2 separate regions of the Hordeum vulgare genome follow, and region 1 is linked to region 2. The links are chromatin contacts, called in public Hi-C maps. All regions are on one chromosome and are shown on one strand. Each heading gives the region's core, a stretch centred on a gene start, on an enhancer-like site or on the middle of the called end of the contact. The rest is flanking DNA. Distances are from core to core; before and after follow the strand shown. Region 1 has its middle 42 kb from the start of LOC123429856. Region 2 holds the start of LOC123429856 (organic cation/carnitine transporter 2-like).

What was found. Hi-C and Micro-C count contacts between places; a contact is called where the count stands out from the background.
Region 1: a Hi-C map of seedling shows a contact between it and region 2, with 4 times the contacts expected there. The contact joins the enhancer-like site here to the promoter of LOC123429856 in region 2. A contact is called at or near these places in 3 of 6 Hi-C or Micro-C datasets (leaf and seedling).

What each region holds. Positions count from the first base shown.
Region 1 is chr2H:167,575,931-167,578,630 of MorexV3_pseudomolecules_assembly, reverse strand. No RefSeq gene overlaps it. Among protein-coding and RNA genes, the nearest start is that of LOC123429856, 42 kb to the right of the region's middle. Within about 2 kb of position 1,325, at least 3 of the 3 cell types and tissues checked have open chromatin away from gene starts, as enhancers often do. A contact at or near this core is called in leaf and seedling, where this site is marked.
Region 2 is chr2H:167,534,488-167,537,187 of MorexV3_pseudomolecules_assembly, reverse strand. LOC123429856 (organic cation/carnitine transporter 2-like) reads left to right here and starts at 1,438. Exons shown (of 1, transcript XM_045113831.1): 1 at 1,438-2,700. The coding sequence starts at 1,517.

The DNA of each region.
Region 1 (2,700 bases), core at 76-2,575, 42 kb before region 2:
GTTTCTCGTGTAAAGAGTTGGATGTTTCAATTACAAAGTGATTGGTAGATAATCCAAACATATTAAAGTTTTAGTTAGCAAGTTTTTATTAAACAACTTACCGGTTAATTAGTTTTGATAAGTTTGATTAGAACAGAAAGAGTGTGTCGGAGTCGTTTCTAGTTGTGTTTGCTTCTATGGCTGTGTACATATATACACATGCATAGTGTTTTAAGTTTGTATGAAGAGAAAAAGAGAAAACCAATAAAGAGGAAAATAAAGACACAACAAGGATCCTTGATAAAAATGTTTATCGCATGTGTTTATGATATTTTGATGTGATCGATGCTGTGACGAAAAGCCAACAATCTTTTCTGATTCTTTTTCCTTATTAGAAAGCGGTGGCATCACAATCGAGTACTCCCTCCATTCCTAAATATAAGTCTTTTTAGAAATTCTACTAGTAGACTACATACGGATGTATATAGATATATTTTAAAGTATAGATTTACTTATTTTGCTTTGTATGTAGACTCCTATTCAAATCGAATATCTTAAAAGACTTATATTTAGGAACGGGGGGAGTAGTTGGAAAGGCTAACGTTACTGCATGAGAGACAGTCTTGTGGAGGAAAAATTAGCATCATGGAGTGAGGAACCAGCAAGTGCAGGATGCGGGACGCAAGCGGCCGGGCTAAATAACCTCATCCCTAAACGTATGTTGATGCAGCAAGACATGATCACTTTTTATGTTAAGGGAAACGTACACACGCCAACACGTTAAGCAGACAAAAGAGCTAGCTCTCCAGGAAAGCGTCCCGTCGGCAGAGAAGCAAGCAGCTCGTCCGTCCATCCCTCCCGCTGCTCTCCAGACTCCAGGTCGAGGATAAGCGAAACGCACGATTCCAGGCCAAAATAATGCGCTATACCACGAAACCGACGAACCATCACACCACCCCCGTAAGCATATCATGTGTCATCGTCTCGGCAGAGACTAGCAGACCCAGAGCTCCTCCCGCTTCCGTGATAACGAAGACGACGGGCAACGAACGCTCCGGCGAGCATGCACGACGCCTGCGTGCGTGGCCTGGCGATCAATCATGCGTGCATGACAAACTCGGCGGACATGACGCCACACGAACCATACACCCCGATGGCGTGACCCGCGGCTAGCCAGCCGGCGACGAGTAAGCCGGGGTCGGGTCCTCGAAGCCGGTCCGCTCGAAAACCGCAACAGAGGAGTGGTCTCCTCCGGTTGCTGGCGCCGGTCGAGATTGCTGTTGACGCGGCAGTGCAGATCGGGCGGACCACATCACATAATGCAGGCGATAATCTCACGCACGTACGGTGGGTTGAGCGGGACCCCTCGCTAGTTGGAGGACCCCACCTGCCGTAGATCGGGAGGATGCTATTGGATAACGACTCAGTTTTTTTTTTAATTGCCACGTGGGACGTAAAGCATTATCACTGTTCAATTAGCTCGATCGTGTTGTAATCTAAACAAGAGAGATGTAAAATGAATCAACTGTCTGTATTATTCCTTAATGATGAACACTTATATGTCAGGGGAAAGGCGGTTCCTGGAGGCGACGCTCCAGGAAGGATATGTCGGTTCCGCATCGTGGGAGAGATCCACGTGCGGTTACAAGTAGAGATTACTTAATTAATTACATAATTAATTAAATTCTAACACTCCCCCTAATCTATACTTGTCCTTGAGCGTGTTCATCATCTTGAAATTGTCTCCTCCAAAAACCCTGTGGGAAAAATATAAGGAGTGGTGTAGTATATGCAGCTAAAACTCCTTCAAACCCTGTGGGAAAATAAGAAGAAAATGATACCGCATATAATGATTATTGCCTCCGTCAACTCTATATGAAATGTATCCATAGAATAAGAGGGCAATAAATATGTCGTATATACTTTCCTAAAAACCCCGGTGGGGAAAACAGATAGTATGACATATGATCTTATGTTGATATTACCTCATTAAAAACCTTGATGAGAACCTCTAAAGTAAACTCAGAAAGGGAAAAAGAGTGTAATATGAGGCTTTGAACAGGAACAGTTCAGGAAGATACCCCCCCTGACTCTTGCAAATCTTGGAGCCGTCGCATACCAATTCCATGAAGGTATTTCTGGAATGTTGAAGCTGGTAGAGACTTTGTGAAAAGATCAGCAAGATTATCACATGACTTGACTTGCAAGATGTTGATTTCACCACTTTTCTGGAGTTCATGGGGATAAAACAACTTAGGGGCAATATGCTTAGTGATATTGCTCTTTATGTATCATGTTTGCATCTGTGCAACACAAGCCGCATTATCTTCATAGATAATGGTAGGTGATTCGATAGAACCAATTCCACATGACTGTTGTATGTGGTTTATCATTCTGCGAAGCCACATGCATTCACGCGATGCCTCATATAAAGCAATTATTTCAGAATGATTGGTAGATGTTGCAACTAGGGTCTGTTTCGAAGACTTCCATGATATAGCAGTTCCACCATGTAGGAACACAAAGCCGGTCTGCGATCTAGCATTATGGGGATCAGATAAATATCCAGCATCTGTATATCCAATTATACCAGAGTACAGTTTTTCCTGGAATTGAAAAAATAGGCCAAGATCCTTTGTGCCTTGGAGCTATCGAAAGACATTCTTGACTCCCGACCAATGTCGTTTGGTGGGAGCTGCGTTGTGTCTAGCAAGTAGATTT
Region 2 (2,700 bases), core at 189-2,688:
TATATAGATGTATTTTTACCGTGTAGATTCATTCATTTTTCTTTCTATCTAGTTTATATTGAAATCTCTAAAATGACTTATATATAGGAATGGAGGAAGTGGATGGATCTGATTATATTTATGTCCTGACCATGCTGCTAGCGAAACCTTGCCACATCGCCGGTTACAATGTTTCATTTTGGCCGTGAAGTAAATTTGCCTGGTTTCAAGAGTCTAAAGTCAAAGATGCGTGACACATATTCCGGGATACAGACTATAGCATAGAATCAACCAACCGTTCCTGGAAAAATGAATTTATTATCGTTGGTTGCAATTTAAAAAATAATAATAATAAGATAACGAAACAGTCAAGAGACATTGCTGACCATTCCAAAACCAAGTAAACACATGGCACCCTAGAAGTACCATGACTTCGTATGGAAATTTACTTTGGCACATGGGAGCATATGCTCCTGCCACACCTAAAAACATGTTAAAATATCAAAAAATGCTGAACAAAAATTTGGCGCGTACAACTCGATATTCTATGTGCGTATGTTAAGTTTTGTGGAAGATCGATTTTTTTGTATGCCCTCCATAAAAATGATAAAAAGATGCCGCAAAAAGCACTTTGAAACATCAAAAATGGCCTTTTTTCACACGCGACACAAAAGTTGCCGATTTTTCCGAACCAACTTTATGATTATCTATAATGTAGAGATATACGTGCCAGACTACATTTCAAAATTTTATGACATTTTAAAATATGTTTAAAGCACGTTTTGATAACAATGCTCCTCGGTGACAAAACGCCCCTCTCAACTTCGTATGGCTTATACGAGTATTTCTGTGAATATGACCATAAGATTTGAGTACCATGATTAGCATGATACTGGAAAGGGTAGCAAAGATACTTTTTTTCCCTAAAACAATATCAAGGGTACTTTGAGTGAACGAAAAAAGGGAAGACAAAAACAGCAAAGAAACTTTTGATGTAACCATACGGCGGTACCAACTGGAACCGATCCAAGAGATGACGAAGTTTTATGCCCGTTTTCCTCAAAATGATCTGGCGCTAGCTAATCTACGAGCTCGTACGCCATAACATGCGGATCAATATCGTGACTGGGCTTCACATGACGGCGGTGGAGCAGGAGCACCGGAGTACGTAGGGGGGGTGATTACCCAAATGCCCTATGCATGGTTTGTTGCCTACGTGGACCCTCAGGTCATCAAGGATACACCCCCTCCCATATATATATCCATATATTTAACATATCGTGACTGGATCTCACATGTGCTGCGGGTGTCCTCACATTATTCAATCCATGAATAATGCAGCTCGTCGATCCCCATAGCAATCGATCTTGTGCGTTGAAATCCTTGTTGGAGCACCTGCACTGCGCTGCTCCGTTGACGTACCCCTATCCCGCCCGTATAAATACCCCCACACTCTCATCCTTCTCCCCACACAACCAGTGAGCAGCCAAGATAAGCTAGCGGCAAACGCACAAAAGCGCGCCCGCGAACCGTGCGAATGGCTGACACGGCCGCCGCCCCGCTCCTGACAAGCCACAAAACAAGGCCGGCCAAGGCACCGTCGATCGATGACACCATCGAGACGTACATGGGCGCCACCGGCGCCCTGCAGCTCCTCAAGGCCGTGTTGCTGGCCTTCGCGTGGGCCTTCGACGCGCAGCAGGTGTTCATCTCGGTGTTCACCGACGCCGAGCCTCGGTGGCACTGCACCGGCGCCGACGCGTCCTGCTCGGCTGCCACGGCATCGCCGTGCGCGCTCCCGTCCGGCGCGTGGGCGTGGGACCGCCCGGCCGTGACGTCGGTGATCTCGGAGTGGTCGCTCAAGTGCGCCGGCCCGGCGCTCGTCTCCCTCCCGGCATCCTCGTTCTTCGCCGGCTGCCTCGCCGGCGGCTTCCTCCTCACGACGCTCGCCGACTCGCTCCTGGGCCGCAGGAAGATGCTGCTCGTGTCCATTGTGTCCATGTCCGTCGCTGGCGTGCTCACCGCGTTCTCGCCGAACGTGTGGGTGTACGCCGCCCTGCGTTTCATGTCCGGGTTCGGCAGGTCCATGGTTGGCACGTGCACGCTGGTCCTCTCCACGGAGCTCGTCGGCAAGAGGTGGCGCGACACGGTGTGCGTGGCGGGGTTCTTCTGCTTCACCCTCGGGTTCCTGTCGCTCCCGGCGCTCGCCTACACGTTCCGGGAGGAATCGTGGCGGAACATGTATCTGTGGACGTCCGTGCCTTCCCTCTGCTACTCCATCCTATTCTACTTCCTCGTCCAGGAGTCGCCACGATGGCTTCTGGTGCGCGGCCGGAAGCAGGACGCCATCGAGACGCTGCAGCAGATCGCCTCGCTCAACGGCAACAGCATCACGTCCAGCTTCTCCATGCTGCACGCCTGCACCATGAACAATGACACGGCGGGGGAGAGCAGCGGTGACAGCGTGTTCGCCACGCTGCACTCCATGTGGGAGCGCCCGTGGGCGCTCCGGAGGCTAGCGGCGATCATGACGGCCAGCTTCGGCGTCGGCATGGTCTACTACGGCATGCCGCTCAACGTCGGCAACCTGGGGTCCAACCTCTACCTGAGCGTCACGTACAACGCGCTGGCCGAGCTGCCGTCGTCCATCCTCTCGTGGCTCCTGATGGGCAGGATCAACCGTCGGAGCTCGGTGATCGGGCTCACAGGGGCGGCGGGGGT